2 separate regions of the Anas platyrhynchos genome follow, and region 2 is linked to region 1. A link is a contact called in public Hi-C data. All regions are on one chromosome and are shown on one strand. The core of a region is the stretch at or near the end of the contact, and the rest is flanking DNA. Distances in the headings are between cores, read along the strand shown.

Region 1 (5,256 bases), core at 367-2,866:
ACTCATTCCAGAAAAGCACAGCATTGTTTATTGCCTTCTTTGGTATCTCCAATAGATAGAACTCCTCCCCCCCACTGCCTTTTTTTTTTTTTTTTTTTCTTTTCTCCTCCTTTTCAAGTAGCCTTGCAAAGACACTGAAAAGACACTGAAAATATTGGGACACCTCCTTGTCTGTCAGAGATGCAAGGAAGCTGCAGTTGGATAGATCAGAGCCTGAGAGCTCTACAAGGGACTTTTTCAGGCTCAATTGTGCTGAATGTAATTAACCCATCTGGAATATTTGAGGATATCATTTCATCTTTAAATTGAAATTTTTGCACATAAAACAGTCCTGAAAATTGTGAAAATTTACAGATAGATTACAGTGAGCTCTGCAAAAGGCAGCAACTTTTCAGGCAATCTTTGAAGTCTGCTCCAAGTCAGCCAAATGCCCCAGATATGCTGAGCTCCGTAGTCTTTCAGCAGGTTATTGCTTCTAGTCCCGTGTATCATTATGTAAGGTGGGATTCACTATTGAATTTAATTCCATTTAAATCTGGACCACTTTGGAGAATTAATAATTCTGGAACTAAATATAAATGTTTCTCATATTGAGTACTCTGATAGCACGTGCACTTACTTTAGTAGAAACCTGTGATCCCGGGAATCCTTTCACTTTAAGCTTGAGTTTGCCTGTCAATGAAGGTGACTGAGGTCAGCTGGCTTAAAATGACTAATCTACAATCTACACTTCCTGAAGGGATAAGTAAATCCAAAGAGAGAGTCTCATAAATTCTTAGAGAGATCTTGGTATCATAAAAATAGATATAACAACACTCAAAATTTGTCCTCTGTCTTGACACAAAGGAATCACAATCAGTTTTGGTGAAGTTCCTCAACAGGAGATACTTCTTAATGTGCTTTTGAGCAGCCTGCACCCTCCTTTTCTCATGACAACCTTTCATTGATCCTTCTGCCAGCTTCCATTGATAGTGAGGTACCACAGCTGGGCTATAGCACATGCGAAATAATAGATGTGGGAGAGAAAAAGAGCAAGGTGTGTTTCCATGCTTCCCCGTCTACTTCACTGCATCTCCTCCTTTACATCATCACTTGTGAAGATGCTTCTGCAGAACTGCCCTGGGGGGATGCCGGGCACAGGCAAGTATTTTTATAGAAAAATCCCAACATTTGAATAGGATTCACTAAAAGCTTCTCTAGGAGCTAATGTATTTAGGAATTAATCTTGGTATACTTTTTTTTTTTTTTTTTTTTTTTTTGATCTAGCTATTAAAGAAGAGTAATCAAGAGTAATATTCGCTATTGCATTCTACAGAGTCTTTGCTTGAACTTGTCCTGTTCTGCTTCCTGCCCATCATAATCACATCGTTTCTCCTGCAACCTGAGCCCTTCTCAGTTCTGGAAACTGGTTGAGATTCACCCAATACTGCTTCCCAACAGAAAGCGATTTCCTGTCTCAAATGACTAAACTGTTGCATTTAGAAGAGAAGGAATTTAATTTCACTGTCATCCTCTGAGCTAACAAGATGATTCATTGGTTTGCATACGTACTGAAGGCTGCCAGTGAGGAGCATGCTTTGGTAAGGGGCACTAAAAAGGGTGATGATTTCATTTGGCAGCACCTAGTAGTGACTGTTTACACTGGCACTTACCCATTTAGGCAGCTATGTAGACTAGGCAACTTAAGAAACAGGCATGAAATTATTACCTCAAATTGTCTTCAAAGACTTGTCTTGATTTATGATTGTCTTAGAATACATAAACACATTTTACCACAATGACTTTACCCGTTTCAAGGAATACCCAATACACAAGGGATTTTTTCCCTTCGTATGGCTGTAAAAACAAAACCACTGTGGCTCTTGCCAAACTTGCTCAAAGTTTACATGGATTTGGTTGGACAAATGTGGTGGAAAACTATATCCAATGTTTTGAGTCCTGGCCCATTCACCTCCTTATATCTCAGTAGTGCCTCTTCCAAATTTTAATGCAGATTTCTGACTGAAGTTTGTTTTTGTTTGAATTACAACATTTAAAAATTAGACTATATGAAATAGGATGTCATTTTGGCTCTGTAAAATGCAGCTCTTCCTGATTTTTCTTTTTTTTTTTCCTAATTGGAAACAGTAGCCAGTGATTTCTGCTCTGCTTTTCTTGGATGATGCTCTTTTAGGGTTATCCATTACCTGTAGGCGCAGTTGTTCCTCACATACTATTGAAATAGATCATCCCGTGATGGAGGTGGGGGTGATGCAATGTTATACTCACGGCATCTGGTAGAATGGCAAAAAAACATGGGATGCATCCTGTCCAACTACCAACTGCGCTAAATTTCTGTGTGTCGAGTACCTGACTGAAATCACTGGGGTGCTGTGCTGGACTTTGTGGTGGATTGTGATGTGTGTTATTTTCAAGAACTATACAGTAACGGAGAAATTCATGCTTCCCCTTAAGTCTCAGAGTGATACAGGAGAAGGGAAAATAACTTTTCCCAGCAATTAAAACATACATTTAAAGATCATGTCATTGTGCGTGTTTATAAACAAGCACAATTTCAGTTGTTGTTTGTTTGTTTGTTTTTCAGTGTCTCTGGAAACAATCGCAACATAAATAATTGGAAGGAAAGATTGCAGACAGGAAGCCAGGACGTTTGCTCGGTTGTTTTTGGCACTCCTGATTCTTCAGTGTGGGCTTCCCGGCCAGGTGGTAGGTGCGGGGCGGTGTCAGCAGTGTCACCGGCTGCTCCCGGCCCCAGGACCGGAGCCGAGGCCGGGCTGCGGCAGCCGCCGGCGGAGCGGAGCCCCCGGGGCAGCAGCGGGCGCGCTCGGCCCGCCCCGAGCCCAGCAGAGGGCGCTGCAACACCACGCCTGCTGCCGCCAGCTGGGGGTCAGTATTTGTCATTATTTTTAGTCAAAGGACTATCATATTTAGTCAAATATCGCCGTTCTTGCATTTTTCACACAGTTGTGGCTGAAGATGGACTGTCCAAAAAGACTGTCAAAGAAAAAGGCTCGGCATTTCAGCAGTTTAAATCTTTTTTGTGCCTTTCCTCTCAATTTTTTTCCCCCTCCAGCTGAGAACTTTTCTCTTGCTCAACTTCAGGGCCGCACTGGGCAGAAGGCGTAAGCAGCTGTCACACAGGCTATGAGGGGCACGCATTATCCAGCTCCTTCTACATGTATTTTCTGTGTCATGCCCAAAGCTTGGAACCTAGCACAGGTATTTCTAAAACCTCTTCCTGCAATATCTCCACCCGCAGAGAGGAAAGTAAATTGCTTTTATTACCTGGTGATTCTTCCTCTGTGGATGTGTTTCATACTGTGTCATCTCCAGTGCTCCTCTGAAGTTTGTTTCATAAATACCTACGTAAAAGCAAACAACAAACAAACAGCACATGCAGAAACCCCTGGGTGCATTTATATTATTTCTCTACTCTTGGATTCCTTAATATGAAATAAACTGAATCAACCAATGTGTTTTACGTTCCTATGCTTAAAACAATAATGAAATATGACAGTTTATGGCTTTTCTCCTCTGGATGGCAGTAACTCCTGCTTAAACGTTCATGACCCATGACTGCAATATCCCACAGCAAGGGATTTCCTTTTCTTTGTCAGTGTACGATCCAAAAGAAACATTTAATTTCATCCGTTCCATTTTTTTTTTTTTTTTTAAATCTAAATTTGAAAGCTAAGTAAGCTTTCAGATCAGGAATCTGTTTAATGTAAAAAACAAATTGCATGAGCTCAATATATGAAAACAGAACAGGAATCAGAAGAAAGGAATTGATGCTGGGTATTTCTAGCTATTTGTATCTGAATACACGTTTCATAAAAATTAACAAATGTTCCTGAGAAAATCAAATTCCTTGGTATTAGACACTAAAACAATACAAAAGATACAAAAACGTACTGGTCTGAGAGAGTGCTAGAACACCTGCCACTTTAAAATGTTCTCATTGTAACAGGGCACATCTGGATTTCTGGACTGCTCATTGCAACGTGAAATTTTGAAACAGAAAATACATACAGTAAAGGTAATTTCCAAACGCCCACTGAGCAGACATGTAAGTTAGTTTAAACAAGAGAGACAAGAGGGAATTTAAGCCATCCTCCCTCCACAGCTGACCAAATAACACTTTTTCAGTACCAAAGTGACGTTTACGTGTAGGACTGGAGTCCAGGACTAGCTGCATTGCCTCGTAGGGCTGGTGAAAGTGATGCAGTTCAGAGCAACAATTCCCAAAGATGAGATCCTGTATTTATATGACTGAGCCCACACTCCAGGCAGGACCCAAGTCCCTTCACATCCTCCCACTGACACTGGGTGGCTGAGGTCTGTCCTTCAGACAGCCAGATTGATTTCTGGGGCTCTCCAGCTGCCGGCTCAGCAACAGCCACCAGTGAGGCACTGCAGTGGTGTGAGCTCTGCTTTCCGAAGTCACAGAGATGCACTGGAATTGTTCTGCTCCCACCCAAATTCTGCATTGGCTTTGCTTTGAAATTCTGCCTTGGCAGCTAGCTTCATCAATGCTACACCACTTTATCATACTCTGTATCCTAATGGACATTGCTATAGGAGGGAAAAAGTATTTGAACCTACACGAGCATTCAGTTCTTGGCCTGTAGGCTGTGATGGGCCGTGGCAGTCTAAGAGTGTTTTTAAGAGGTGGGCATTTATCTAACATGAGCAAAACTTTACCATCTTTTTTTAATACCTTATCTGTTTTCCCATAGAGAAAAAAGCCTGGTTTGTACAACTGAGAAAAACCTTACTAACCACATCTTTTCAGTGGAAAAAAAAAATTGGCACATTTTGCAAGTTTATGTTATTTTTCTAGAATCAATGCACTGTTTACATTCTCCCCCCAAACTGCTAGTGCTCAGAAAAGCCACTTATTTATACTGATGTGTTTCTACTACTATTGTCCTGATCTTCAATAACACAGTAAGGTTTTGTCCATTCGGCTACTTTTCCTACATTAGTAGGGAAACAAAACAGTTTTGTGTAAACAAGCCTGTCCCATAAAGGGTCCTACCTAAGAACTGGAAGTCCTCTGGTAACAGAAACATCAGCTCAGCACTGAAACAATCTCCTTCAGGAAAGCACAGTGTCTCCTGGGATTCTTTAATATGTAAGGAAGCAAATTTTGTCACTGTCCTCCTGGAAAAAGAATGGCACCTACTTGCTGATGTGAATCCAGCTCCAGAGTGTGGAAGGCATCAGAGAATCAGCAGCACAGCGACTTGGCCCTCT
Region 2 (4,950 bases), core at 474-2,973, 260 kb after region 1:
AGAGATGTAACATAAACTTTTTTCTTGACACAAGCCAGGAAGCCTGTGGCATTAAGGTAAGGAGCGCTGCCTAGACTTGCTGTGCCTTAAGGGCTGCCTGTACCTGGCCACGCTCGTGGCTGATCCTGACTCACCCACGTCTCCTTGGCCTCACAGCTGCTTCGTTGCTTTGCGCTTGCATGGCGAGCAGTGGTCCACTGTCTGATGCTGGTTGGTGTCACCAGCCCTGCCCTGCTCACTGTGCCCGTGATGCAATCCCTTCCCTGTCTGCCTTGCTTCACTCTTGATCCAGGCTCTGCTTCCCTGGCAGGGCTGCCAGCTCTTGATGCTCCCTGGCACCTTGCACTGATGACATCCATGCCAGAAAGGAGCAGGGAGGACAGAGATGTGGACGGAGATGGAAGTGGAGAGGCTGTGGCAGAAAACAGATATCTCTTCAAGTCAATGAAATATTTGATATAACAAAGAATGAGAAAACCTATACAATTGATATTCAGGTATGAAGAGGCCACCATTCAGTAACTCAAGCAAGAGCTACCAAAGGAAAAGGCAGAGACTGACTAATTGGACTGAGGAGGCAAGAATGGGGCTGTCTGCTGGAAAGGGGGCTGCAAATTTTGCCTGCCTGCCATGTCCACAGAAAAAGTATTTCCATTGTGGTTGGAGCATGGGCAAGGCATGATTTGGTAGTGGAAATTGCTTGCTCTCTTGGGAAGGAGACAGAACTTATGGAATAATTTTTAATGCCATTTAAGAAATTGAATTTCTGTTCTGTGGGAATTTTATTTATGCTAAATCAATACATAAAGTCAGAATTTCATTTTACTGATGAATAGGAATTATATTGAAAATCAGCATAGACAAAGGAAACACTTTTAAAGATGCTGAACTGTTGTAGTCCTGAAGTGGTTTTAACGACAAAATGACATAACATTAAAATATGACATTTAAATATTTCATAAAAGACAAATAATTCAGTGCCAAAATTATAACAAGATACGGTCGTTCTCAAAATGACATTAACATAAGTAAAATAGGCTGAAAAATGATTCATTTCTTTCTTCTTTTTTTTTTAAACTTCAAAACTAACACTTGCCAAATTTCTGCATTTGGCAAGAACTTCATTTTTGAGTGAAAACTTACTATTGTCCTTTTTTTTAAAAAAAAAAAAAACACATATTTCTCTGAAGTTGAAAAATATGAGTGATGACTTCTATTTCAACAAGGGAGCTGACAAATGATTTCTTGGTAGACTGTGATGCTACCACTGATTTATTCTGTATGTATGCAGTCTGCTGTACCTCACATGTAGTTTATTTTTTGCAGTCATTTTTGAGAACCACTATTATAAAGTCTATCAGCCCCACAATCCAATATTGACTCCATGTTGTATTGCCTTACAAAAAAGTTAGCACAGGCACACTACTTTATTCCATTTTTTCTTTTCTTTTTCAGCCCAAGAAGCTTCGAAAAACCATCAGTTTTAAGTTGGGAATGTTATCTCACTGATACAGCAAAGAATTATGTTCACAACCAAATTATCGAGGCTAAGCATGGAGGGTTTGGCTACAACATGCACTCCAAACCAGAGCTTTGTCTTACACAGACACAATCTATGCATTTGTATAAACAAATGCTATCTTCGTTACCTCAAATGGCTCCATGCTACTGAGATGGAGCAAGCTGAACGCAGCGCAGAGCTCTGAACAGAGGTGTTTGAAGAATTTCAGCACAGCCTGGCGGGTAAACTGAGAAAATGCAGCAGGGCCACTAAGGGAATGTGGGCACACTCTGCATGGCCAGGATCTCAGCTAACTGTCAGGCAAGGTCAGGCTAGCACGAGGTTTGCCCTCCAAAACCAAAACTGTGATACTGAGTGCTAAAATTGGTCCAAAGTAAATTTCCTGTTTCTGTTTTGCCTCTGTGTTGTACAGCCACACTTGTGGGTTCAAAACACAACCTGGCTGTAAATAGTTACACGCCTTTTCCTTTGAAAAAGGTTTATTATTTTAATTTCACAAATTCAGTAATGTTATGTATTGCTGATGGTGAAAATACTGAGTCTGAGGACTTAGCTATTTGATAACCCCCCTTTTCACTAAGGTTGAAAAAGACTGTAAGACTTATTTACAGTAACTTACTGTATTACTGTAGAATTCCTTTTTGTCCCTAGCAAGGAGATATTTTAAATTAAATTTCTTTAATAATGTTGCAGTTGTCATCTTCCTTTCATTTGCATTGAAAAGAAAGATCAACTAATAAAACTTTTGTATAAAACTTTTCATTTATACCTTGCTATACGTTTATGATGTACTGGGTTCCATTCTTCCTCTGAAGCCTTACATTTTTCTGACCACCACAGCCTGGACCAGTCCCAGGCTCAGTGGCCTGGACATTTTTATGTCGTATAACATTCATCTCAAGAATCACGATATGGCTGATACTCATAACATACTCTTTCTGCAAAAGATATTAATATTACTACCTGGTTCATTACAGAGTGCAAGAAAGTTATAAAAATATAAACAAAAGAGAAAAAACACAAGGTTCATCCCCAGCTATAGTTACCTGACCAAGAAAGAACTTGTGAAGGCTCTGAGACCCTTCCTCTCTCCACATCTTCCTACACCTGGCTCCACCAACACGTCATCATTCTTCCACTTTTCTACTGGTTTCTATCCAGTAAATTGTGGCAGAAATCCAATCCCTTTGGTCACATTAAACCTTGATTAACTGAATTGGTCTCCCAGATTACCTGTTGCTTAACTCACCCATTGCTTAGCTATTTCTATCCTGGATTTCAGATTATAAAATACTTGTGAACAACAGCTGACTCTTAGCTTGAGGCTGTGGTTACCTGTCATTTTTCAGTTTAACTCTACTTGAGAAAGTCAACAAAGTTTTGTATCTTACTTTGCACGTTAGTTTCTCAGCTTCTAGGCTATGCCAAGTATCCAGCCTGCTTACAATGTTGTTCTTGCCTTAACAAAACAGTTTCTTAGCAGATTATTAGCTTGGGCTTTGTGCCTCACCTGTGATGTGCTTCGCTGTGTTCCTGGGAGACAAAAATACAACCACAGATCACCCACATGAATACAGAGCATCCCAGCATAATGGCACTCTTCTACAGATTCTGTCACCACCTTTTGGATTTTTGAAACTCAAATGACAATAGAAAAGGAAAAAAAAAAAAAGGCACCCTGATGTATACATAGCAAGTTCCTAGAAGTAATCAGAAATTCTAAAACTTATTAAGGCAGACTCCATCAATTGTCACATTGGGATTGTATGAAGTGTTATTTTTATATATATATATATATATACACACACACATATATATACATGTGAATGTTTGCTGCCACTGTACCTTGATAAGACTACCAAGCTGCAACACTTAACTGATAATTGTGAATTAATTATTTGATCTCAATTAGCAGCAAAATTAAATTAATGTTTTAACTGTGACCATATATGTTTTTTACATAGCTCTCAAGTATTTTCAATTATTTTTATTTTTTTCGTAAGGAGAAATTAGGAGCATGCAGTGATAAGTGGAGGGATACTAAGTCTGTTGAGTTTCTTTAATGACTTCAAGCAAGAGAAAAATGGTTTTGTTCACCTGTAATGAGAGAATCACAACACTTACCTGGATTCATACACAGTATTATAAGAATTTCCTACTCAAATTTGTATTTTTATCCATATATTGGACAGCTCAAGATTTTGTGCATTTAGAAGAAATGACCAGTTTACAGACTGTTAGAACAATTTCCACCACGTTAACTATTAATTAATCTTTTTATTTGTCTTAAAAACAGTAGGCTAAAATTCAGCAAGAAACAGTAGAAGTATCACAACTATAACATACAAAATCTCTTAATTAAAAAAAAAATTGTTGTACTAGTTGAAATATACATGGTTTGGAGAAAAGCATCTACTCTGAAAACAGGTCATATGCATTCATGGAAGTAATCTCTTTAAATTACAGGATATAAGCATACAAAATAAATGTGCAAGCACACAATATTTCAAGCTCTAAGAGTAAACAGAAAGTGTTTTCCGTCAGAACTGTAATCATTCAAATCTCCAAACTTTCTGCTTTGAATCTAATATTGAAATCTCAGATGAATTTATATGGAGCAACAAGGACATCTTGAGGCAAGTTAGAAAAATGCAAAACTTCTACTCCACATTGATTTGGGAGGATTTACTAAAAATCTGACCCTTGGAATTAGCACACAATGTAAACAATAAGCTCTTGAAGTTGTTTGGCAAAGTCCCATAAATTCCGCTTACTTAAACAGTGCTTGGTCAGCACTCCTGAGGTGATAGAACATATGCTTACCAATTAGAGTTAATAGTTTTGAAGACAGGCCTGTTTTAGTAATACACTACTCTTGCTGTGTTGAGTTCTTTTCCTCCTCGTTACAGACGTTAAAAAAAAAAAAAAAAAAAAAAAAAACACTTCCCACTGCTCAATATAAGAACATTGTATTACACTGTACATATTTTTAAAATGAAAAGCACAAAAGCAGTGAAAAGTTTTTGAAGAATTAAATGCAAATCTACACAAAAAATGAACTTTCACAGTTCTCTGTCACTCTTTCTGAGTTTCAAGTATTCCATTAAATTTGTAATTTTGAAAATCTGATATAAAAATAGATGTCTTCCAAAAAGGTATGAAGAGGGAAAAAAAAATCATATACTTCCTATTTTGGTTAAGATTTTTTGCACATCAAAATGCACTGTTTATTTTTTTAGCAAAAAAAAATTAAGTTAAAACTGGAGTTGTGGGGCCATTTGTTGAGCTTTCTGTTCCCTTAGTAGTATCTGCAGCCTTAGAATCCTCACAGACTTCAGAAGCCCCATTTTCCTCTGGTATTGATGTGGTAAGATCAATAGTGATCAAATCAGTTTCCTGATCTTTTTTTTCTACTTCATTGCAAAATT

The links. Hi-C and Micro-C count contacts between places; a contact is called where the count stands out from the background.
Region 2: a Hi-C map of F1 follicle shows a contact between it and region 1, with 5 times the contacts expected there. The contact joins two enhancer-like sites. A contact is called at or near these places in 5 of 8 Hi-C or Micro-C datasets (F1 follicle, liver, skeletal muscle and 1 more).

What each region holds. Positions count from the first base shown.
Region 1 is chr8:13,653,840-13,659,095 of IASCAAS_PekinDuck_T2T, forward strand. LOC140003133 (a long non-coding RNA gene) reads left to right here. Exons shown (of 14, transcript XR_011811147.1): 12 at 960-1,140; 13 at 1,267-1,580; 14 at 2,585-3,362. Among named protein-coding and RNA genes, the nearest start is that of NR5A2, 110 kb to the left of the region's middle. Within about 2 kb of position 1,617, at least 2 of the 8 cell types and tissues checked have an H3K27ac peak or open chromatin away from gene starts, as enhancers often do.
Region 2 is chr8:13,913,343-13,918,292 of IASCAAS_PekinDuck_T2T, forward strand. PTPRC (protein tyrosine phosphatase receptor type C) reads right to left here. Exons shown (of 29, transcript XM_072041603.1): 29 at 3,780-4,950. The coding sequence ends at 4,772. Among named protein-coding and RNA genes, the nearest start is that of PTPRC, 66 kb to the right of the region's middle. Within about 2 kb of position 1,724, at least 1 of the 8 cell types and tissues checked has an H3K27ac peak or open chromatin away from gene starts, as enhancers often do.